Regions from separate parts of the Mus musculus genome. Here all the other regions are linked to region 3. Evidence: chromatin contacts called from public promoter capture Hi-C data. All regions are on one chromosome and are shown on one strand. Each heading gives the region's core, a stretch centred on a gene start, on an enhancer-like site or on the middle of the called end of the contact. The rest is flanking DNA. Distances are from core to core; before and after follow the strand shown. Region 1 has its middle 22 kb from the start of Gm33515. Region 2 holds the start of Aldh1a3 (aldehyde dehydrogenase family 1, subfamily A3). Region 3 holds the start of Lrrc28 (leucine rich repeat containing 28).

Region 1 (2,700 bases), core at 180-2,679, 1.2 Mb after region 3:
CTGCCTCCTGGCTGTGTTTGGCCCACTTTCATCAGCCCCTGGTCCCTGAAGCAGGGAGTGGACAAAGGAGAAGCTGCTGTACAGCCATGGAGAAGGACCATGCTGATACAATGCACTGTGGTACAGCACTTAGGGCACAGAAGGGAGGATCAAGGGCTCAGAGACAGCAGGTCTGGAGTCTTCCCTCCCATCCCAGCAGTCTCCCACTCTCTAGAGCAGTTATCTGATAAGACTGTATGTCAGCTGTGTGAGAGGCAGCTACTCCGTGCGTTCGGGATCAGCTCAGGCTTGAGGACACTTCTCTTGGAAGCAGAGAAGCCCAGCGTCCTGTCTGTGTTTCGGAACATTCACGTTCCGGAAGAAAGCTTTGTCTCCATTCTTCTGAGGACTCACCGAAAGGGAACAAGCCAAGGGTTCAGCAGTGAACCTTAGAGATAAGAGTCAAAGCTGGGTGGAAAGCTCAGGGCGATGTGTAACCAACCATGACCGTGGCCTGCCTTTATGAAAGGCCAGCAGGACAAGCAGGCAGCATTCCAAGATAGATTTGGCTTCAATCACAATATAACTTTTTGAAGATAATACCCCAGTTTTGCTTATGTTAGTCTTAATATAACCTTAGGCCATTGCTGGAAAGGACCTTCAGGCTGCATGGTATCTGAATGGAAGTGGGTAGTATTCTGTCCACATCATCAACTTAGGCCCTCTCTCTCACCACTCTCTCAGACCTTCAAGTGTCCAACAGTGCCCTGGATGGAGCCAGACACAAGCAGGTGTTGAGACAGCCACAGAGCAAGGCCTGAATAATTATTTTTCCAGCAAGTTCTGAAGATTCCTGAACAGACAACTTAAAAAGAGATATCATAATGACAGCCATTTGCCTATATAATGAGAGATTTGATATAGCCAATAAAATGCCCAGTTTTGAACATGCATCTAAACCTGTTTATAAGCACATAGGCTTTTCCCTATGCCAGCTGACAAACAGACAAACTAGAATGCGTCCTTGTGCTAATTTTAATATTATTCATCACATGTGGAGACTGAAAATAAATCAAGGGCTGGGATACAGCTCAGGGGTAGCTACATCTTGCCAAGCATAAGCAAAGCCTGGCCTCCCAACACAAATCAATCAAGTAATGAATAGCCAACCAGTTGGTTCTCACACAATCTTCCATGGTTATTTGGGAGAACAAAGCCATAAATATGTTAGCCAGAAACGTAGGAAGAGCACTCCTACTGAACTATGACTACTATTAAGAGTTTTAAAAGATTTTAGTGAGTATAAATACACAATACACCTTAAGAGGGACCGAAATCCAAGCCGCTTTTGAGGCTTGTATCCTTCACTCCCGTGTCCCAGCACCCACGCCTGGCTCACCATTTGAAAGTGCATTGCTTGCTTCTGAACTAGGGCGAAGGGTGCTGCCTGCAGAGCACTCCCTAAAATGATGTGGGGGGGAGGGGAGGGGCTGCCCATTCATCATTTCCTGTGTGGTGTCAGATTTCACTCGGCAAGTGCGTTTTCATTCATTTAAGCTGATCTCTCTGGCAAGAGGCATTTCAGCCGCTTCATCCCACCCTAAAGCAAGTTTAATTTCCTTGATTAAAAAAAAGTATACCCGTGTACAGCATGTCTCATGAGGCCAGAGAGGGACATTAATGAAGAGTTTTCCCTTTGAAATAAAATATACAGATTTAGTTTCCCAGTGTTTCTGCCCCCCCCCCCCCCCCCCCCGCTCTCTTAGTTTTCATGTCATATCCGATATCACAGAGCCTGGCAGCAGAGGGAAGGGACGCCTGGCAGCAGCGCTTCTCATGGGGGCGTTCTCTGGGCTTGTGGGCGTGGCATAGATGTTATAGGAACAATGAGAAACCAGGAAGGGATCCACTTTTTACCCATCCTGATGGAAGAAATGCTGTCTGGGGTAGAAGTGGAGGTGGGGAGGGCGAGGGTAAAAGATTATTATCAAAAGCATCAGAAAAAGAAAACATTTCTGGCTCTTGAAGTTTACTGCCATTCAATGACCTCTCTCACAAAGCTTTTTACCTAGAACATTCGCACCAGCTACAAACGCTCGTGAAGAAACAGCGGTTCTATTGACTAGGACTCGAGGCAAAACTAGAAGAAAGGCATGTTTTGTATGTATCCGTATATTTATGTCTTTCAGGGGATCATGTACGCTGATTATTATTATTTTTACCACGATGTGCAGAAATTGCTCAAACTGATATATAATTAGACATTTAAAAATATAAACTATCCTTATTTAAAGCTCAGACCCACACGTTTATTTTTATTTATCCAGAAGACTGAAACAACATTTTTTTTTAAGTTTCTTTTCTTGGGCTTCTTGTTCAAATATATAATTAGGCAGTTTTTGAACATACCTAATAACTGAGAGGTGACTGAGGGAGATCTTTCCAAAACTTAAAATATAAATAAATAAATAAATAAATAAATAAATGAATAAATGAATAAATGAATAATAAAATAAAAACTGGTTAGAAGCTGTTCTCACCACCTTTCACCTAGGTCAGGAGCTTAGCTATTCACTTCCTGAAGCCAGACTGTAATGAGAACTCCATGCCGGGATATTTGAGAGCTGAAACTGCTGCTGTTCAGACCTCAGTGCGGGGGAAGGGGCAGGGATCCCTCCTCCGAGAGAGAAGGTTCTAGAACGGAATGCCACCTCCCCCAAA
Region 2 (2,700 bases), core at 62-2,561, 1.2 Mb after region 3:
TGTCAGTCCTTGCTCATTTGGGGGCCCACAGCCCCCCATCCCCACTCTCACCTGCATGCTCAATCCTTAATAGCAGGAGATTGTCTGAGAGGGCACAGCTCAAATAGGGCCTTCTGAAGGTTTACTGCTTATTCCACTATCCAGAAGGATTCCTAGTGACAAGACAGTGAGGAAGGACATGGGGAACAGAAATGGAGGCTGAGTCCTTAGAACAGGCAGAGGGAGGTACCTTACACAGAAGCACATGGCCAAATCTCTCTAAGGACTAAACCCCCTCCTCTGTGGGGAGTTCAAGCCTCACCCCCTGATGCAGCCACCCTACACGTGGGTGAGACACTTCTCCGGGTTTCGGATGAAGCTTAAGTCTTAAGTCCTGGGCTGAAAGAAGCGTTTCCTAAACGAGTTGGACATGCCTTTCCCACAGCCCCTCTTGGCAGTTCTGAGCAACATAAACATTAAGAGCTTTTAGTCTGAAAGCAACTAGCTGCAAAGATCTCATGTTTTGTTTTGGGGATTTTTTTTCCATTTTTTTAAAACGGAAGTTTAATTTGTGCGTTTGAAAAATTAAAATAATTGCCTCCCTAGGGTTGTGCGTACTTATATGAAGGTCACAGGACCATCAGCCGCAAAACTCCATAAGGCTGCGCATAAGAGCTGTCGCTTAGCCTGCTGTCGTGGGTGTGACGGAAGTTTCCTGCCAGCCAGGCTCAGAGTAGACCTCCTCCGCTGGCGGCCCTAGCTTGGGAAGGATGGAGCGCAGGCTTCTGGCAGTTGGACCCCAAATTGAGGCAGCCACGGGTGGTGACCACAAGACGTCTAGATCCTGGGAGGCACAACGCAGGGTCCCGGAGAGAGCGCTCACTCCCGCCGAAGTTTTGGAGAGCCGCTGCGGTGGTCCGGGGACCGCAGGTGCCTCTGACAAAATCTCGAGATTGCCCAGAGAGAGGCCTGTTACTGCGATCGCTACGAGCCGGCTCCCTGCCCTGACGGATGTCCGACCCTTGGGAATTCCCGGCCTTGGTGCCCCCGGCCCCCAAGTTCGCAGAAGGGCAGCCTACTAGGCTGCGGAAGCCCGCGGTGTGGCCGCCCAGCGATGCGCAGACAGAGCTCTCTGGCCGCAGCCTAGGTCGGTCTGGGACCGTCCCGCTCCCGGAGGGGCAGGGACAACAGGAGGGGTAGCAGCGGCGGCCGGGTCCCCTCCTCCTCTCCCGCGCCCGCCCTCCCTTCCTCCGTCCTGCAGCCAATTAGGCGGCCCCCTTGGGCGGGAGGCGTGGGGCGCTGCATAAAGGCGCGGAGCTGTCACCCAGAGCAGGCTGCGCACCGCCCAGGCCAAGCTGGTGCGTCGGGGACACGGACCGGAGAGTGCGAACCAGTTATGGCTACCACCAACGGGGCTGTGGAAAACGGACAGCCGGATGGGAAACCGCCTGCCTTGCCGCGCCCCATCCGCAACTTGGAGGTCAAGTTCACCAAGGTGAGGAGGGTGCGCTGTCGACTCGACGGCCTGGGACTCCTGCGCCGAGCAGCCTGGTAGGGAGAGTGGGGACCAAGATACAACCGTGCTGGGAGTCCGCAGGGAGCTGCCCACACCTGAGCGTCTCTGGTGGGGGCCGGCTCCTTGGAAACTGCACTTTTTTGAGGGGCACCCCAGAATGGAAACCTGCACCTCTGGCTGAACGATCTAAGCCTCAAAGCCAGAAGAGGAGCAGGAGCGATGCAGTGAGTGCAGCGCCCACGGTGCGGGAGTTGCAGCCTGCAGAGCCGCCCCCACCCCCACCCCCAGTGTCCGGGCCACCGCCCACTTTGAGTGCTGGTGCTTTTGGTGAATGGGCATAGGGCGACTTCTTGGTAGAGGGCTTTCTGGGCTGAAGGACCTGGGTTAGGGGGCGGGGGAGGGGGGCTAGAGATACCTGAGCACTCCAGGATGAGTTTGAGGCACACCAGGAACTGCAACTTGGAAGTAAGTCTTCCTGGGCAATGAGAGAAGGGTCTAGTACCCCGTCCGTCCTTCCGTCCGTCCTGTCCATTGTGTTCAGTCTGATCCCAGCTTACCAGGAGAGCAGGGGAGGAAAGATGGACGTCATTGAGGAGTACTCCTCAAGGCCTCTCGATCTGGGCCCAGGGAAGGAGCTGCGGGTTGAACAAGACCATAGGCAGGCCTGGTGGTGTTTGCCCTTTCCTGGGAGGCTGGAACTAGCATAGTGGTGAGCTCACCTGCCCAGAGCTTCAGGGACAATGATGTCTGGGAGCAGAGAAGGCTCAGAGAGGAAGAACAAGTCTAAATTCAGAGATGCGCTGCTCTGACTGCTAGGTGTACTGGCGGGCGTCTGAGGGACCACAGCGCTCCATCGGCTTCAGGTCTGGAAACCTCAACCCCTCTTATTTTCCTGTCTTGTCCACCGAGCTCAACTCCAGCTGACACGATGCTAAGAAGCCGCCTTCATGGGTTTTTATTTTCAAAAGTAGCAATTATCCCTCTTGAATAATTTTAATCAAAAGGTGAAAGTGGCAGGTCGCTATGTGTGGGCTTCAGATTCTGATATGTTGGTACTTAGTCCCCCTGAAGTCGGCCGTGCCGACATATAAATTGCATGACATTTACATGAACTGTTTTCCCAAGGAAGGCTCTGTAATCAAGAGAGGCACAGTCCTGGGAAGACTGAAAGTTTTTTAAAATGTAGTTTCCTCGATCGTGTCAGC
Region 3 (2,700 bases), core at 95-2,594:
GATCAAAAGCTCATCAATTTTTTTTAAAGGACAAAGAATAAGGTTTTCTGTTTGTTTTTAAAAAGATGTATTTATTTTATGTATGTGCATACACTGTCTCTCTCTTCAGACAACCCAGAAGAAGGCATCCGAGTCCATCAGATTAATTAGATGGTTGCGAGACACCATGTGGTTGCTGGAAATTGAACTGAGGACCTCTGAAAGAGGAGTCAGTGCTCTTAACCCCTGGGCCATCTCTCCAACCCCCAAAGGGTAAGTCCTAATGGGGGGCGGGGGATGGATTTGAGACACCTCATGTACATAATGGGTTTCGTCAAACAATAGAGTTAAGTCTTAGAGGAAATTTTAAAGATCGAAAGTTGTTGCATCTCTGTGCACTGCATTTAAAAAAATGTTCACTTTTCTTCCCTGGTACTGGGGCTTGACCTGAGTGCCTCTACTGAGCTACGCACCTGCACCCTTTCTTTTTGAAATACTTGTGATTGGTTTCACCTACAGCCTCAGCCTTAGAGTAGCAGAGGCTTGCTGCATCAGAACAATCGGGTTTTTAGTCTTAAGGTATTCATCGACCGTCTACTTAGCCATACAGGAACTGCCAGGTTATTTCACCAAATTGTGATTGTCCTCAGTTATTTCTCACACTAGGGCCTGTTTCTTTTTAAATTTTTATTTACGAGGCAGTGCCTTCACGTAGCTGAGGCTGGCCTTTACTCCTGTCTCCACTTTCAGATCACTGGGATTCAGGCGTGCAGCACCATGCCTGCGCCACGCTTGTCTAAAGGTAGACACCACCTTCGGCAGCGATCAGTGAGCGTTCGGAGACATTAAATCCGGTGCTTAAGTTCTGCTTGTTGACTCCATTGACTTGCGTTACCTAAGCCCGACGGCTTCTGTTTAAGTCAGACTGGCGGTGGAACAGTAGCCGGAATGGCTGATCGAACAGATGCAAGGCTACACAGGGCGATGCCAGGGATTTAATCGCTCGACGTCGAGTTTGACTGTTGGCAGCGGAATGAATGTGTGACTAAAAGAACTGACTGGAGACGCTGAGGCTGGCGCCATCTAAACAACCCACCTAAACGCTAACGCAGTACACCCACTTTCTGAACACCCAGCTCCAAGCCGGAGCCGGAAGCCAGGACGCTAGAGGAAGTCGCGCTCTCAGCCAATAAGCGTCTGGTTCTGAAAATGACTCTCTCATCCCGCCTATTGTAGGACAGCGAGAACTGAGGCGAACTATCGCGAGGTTTCGTTGCCCTGGCCCCCTTCTTCCCCGAACCCTACTCCAGTTAGCCAGGCCCGCCTCTCCGCAGGCTCCGCCCCGTAGCCCCGCCCTCCCTGTGTTTTTAGACTGCCTACCAGCGCAGCCTGAGCCGCTGAGTGCCGGTCAGCGGGCGCCGAGGTGAGTGTCCGGTCTCCAGGCTCACAGGTCGAAGCCGCTGGCTCGACTCCCCGTGGGGACGCTTCATCCCCGTCGCCACAGAAGCGCCTGGGCCTCTGGGAGAGGAACAGTGGGTTGTCCGGCCTTGGATCCCCACCGCTGCCGTGTCCTCCATGGCCCCTGGTACCAGAGTATCCCGGTATCATCATCTGAGTCCCTGCCCCTGGGCTCCCTGCTTCCGAATTCTTACGACCTTTAGACTCGAACTAACTCGGGCAAAACCAAGACGTCTGGTAGTTTTTCTCCTGGAGAAAACAGCCTTTTACAGATGTTTGTAGTATGCAGTTTGTCTCTGATCTCCAGTGTTAGAGAGCCGGCTTGTGTATTCCGTCAAATTAAGTACTGGGAAGTCAGTTATGGGCTACTCTTTAAAATACCTGTACTTAAAATGGGGATATACTTGAGAGATTATTGTGTTTCTCCTGAGAAGACTGGTGTTGGACTTTCAGAAAACTGAAGGAGCAAATGTATCTAGTCAATACCCGTTACATTATTTACAGTAACCGTGGGCAGGGGGTGACGTTTTGAAAGGGCCAGGAGAACTTAAAAAGGCTGTATTGCCAGTGAGTGCATATTGGGAAGCCAAGAGTACGTTCATCTTTGGAAGCTTTTGGATTTCATTTGCATACACGTAATTTCCGAGTTTGTACGAAGATGCATTTCAGCAGAGCCTAATGATGCTTTTGAAGTAACCGGTGCCAGGTGGAACATTCAGAGAGAGCCATCTGGCTACAGGGAGTGAAGATTTTGAATATGGTTTTTTAGTTTGCAAAAGGGAAACTTTCTTGTGTGTAATCTTTGGCTGTTTTATAAGAATGACACAATGGCTACATTTTATAATTGTAAAAGGCTGCGTTATAGGAAAGGTGGTGCCCAGACTTTGGAGTTAGGACCACCTGCATTTCGGTTGTAGCAAAGTACCTCATCTGTAAAGTGGATTAATGTCTGCTGTGCTGCTTGGCTGTGAAGAATAAGATATTTATGACAGCGAGTTTAAATTGTCTGTGAGTGATCTCAATGGGTAGATTAAAAAAAATCAACCTTGGAACAGTTACTCTGATTTCATCCACTTATTAGCTGTTTGAAAGCTAAAAGTATTTTAGAAACTGTATTATGCAGGCATGCAGAAATGAAGAAACTAACATTCCTCTGGATTTAGGGTTTTACAGACTCTCATCTAAATTGTCCGTAAACAGGTGTGCATATCTATCTAGATCTATAGACATATAATATAAAACAAATAGTAAAAACTGAACAAC

The links. Promoter capture Hi-C pulls out the DNA fragments that hold promoters and counts their contacts.
Region 1: a promoter capture Hi-C map of the HPC-7 cell line shows a contact between it and region 3, with 6 times the contacts expected there. The contact joins the enhancer-like site here to the promoter of Lrrc28 in region 3. A contact is called at or near these places in 12 of 39 promoter capture datasets (the 3T3-L1 cell line, the C10 cell line, the HPC-7 cell line and 7 more), 1 of 15 datasets of contacts at CTCF or cohesin (large pre-B cells), 4 of 484 Hi-C or Micro-C datasets (the G1E-ER4 cell line, cerebellar granule neurons, pre-B cells and 1 more), 5 of 115 datasets of contacts at active chromatin or transcription factors (astrocytes, embryonic forebrain, embryonic stem cells and 1 more) and 2 of 9 other capture datasets (adipose tissue and embryonic stem cells).
Region 2: a promoter capture Hi-C map of embryonic stem cells shows a contact between it and region 3, with 3 times the contacts expected there. The contact joins the promoter of Aldh1a3 here to the promoter of Lrrc28 in region 3. A contact is called at or near these places in 11 of 39 promoter capture datasets (the 3T3-L1 cell line, 3T3-L1-derived adipocytes, the C10 cell line and 7 more), 5 of 484 Hi-C or Micro-C datasets (the G1E-ER4 cell line, the N1E-115 cell line, cerebellar granule neurons and 2 more), 4 of 115 datasets of contacts at active chromatin or transcription factors (astrocytes, embryonic limb bud, embryonic stem cells and 1 more) and 2 of 9 other capture datasets (adipose tissue and liver).

What each region holds. Positions count from the first base shown.
Region 1 is chr7:66,449,315-66,452,014 of GRCm38.p6, reverse strand. No RefSeq gene overlaps it. Among named protein-coding and RNA genes, the nearest start is that of Gm33515, 22 kb to the right of the region's middle. Within about 2 kb of position 1,429, at least 96 of the 459 cell types and tissues checked have an H3K27ac peak or open chromatin away from gene starts, as enhancers often do. A contact at or near this core is called in the G1E-ER4 cell line, the HPC-7 cell line, adipose tissue and 1 more, where this site is marked.
Region 2 is chr7:66,426,088-66,428,787 of GRCm38.p6, reverse strand. Aldh1a3 (aldehyde dehydrogenase family 1, subfamily A3) reads left to right here and starts at 1,311. Exons shown (of 13, transcript NM_053080.3): 1 at 1,311-1,474. The coding sequence starts at 1,376. It overlaps Gm33515 (a long non-coding RNA gene), which reads right to left and starts at 141. Exons shown (of 3, transcript XR_391552.2): 1 at 52-141.
Region 3 is chr7:67,643,880-67,646,579 of GRCm38.p6, reverse strand. It overlaps Lrrc28 (leucine rich repeat containing 28), which reads left to right and starts at 1,344. Exons shown (of 10, transcript NM_175124.5): 1 at 1,344-1,402. It also overlaps a transcript of Ttc23 not described here.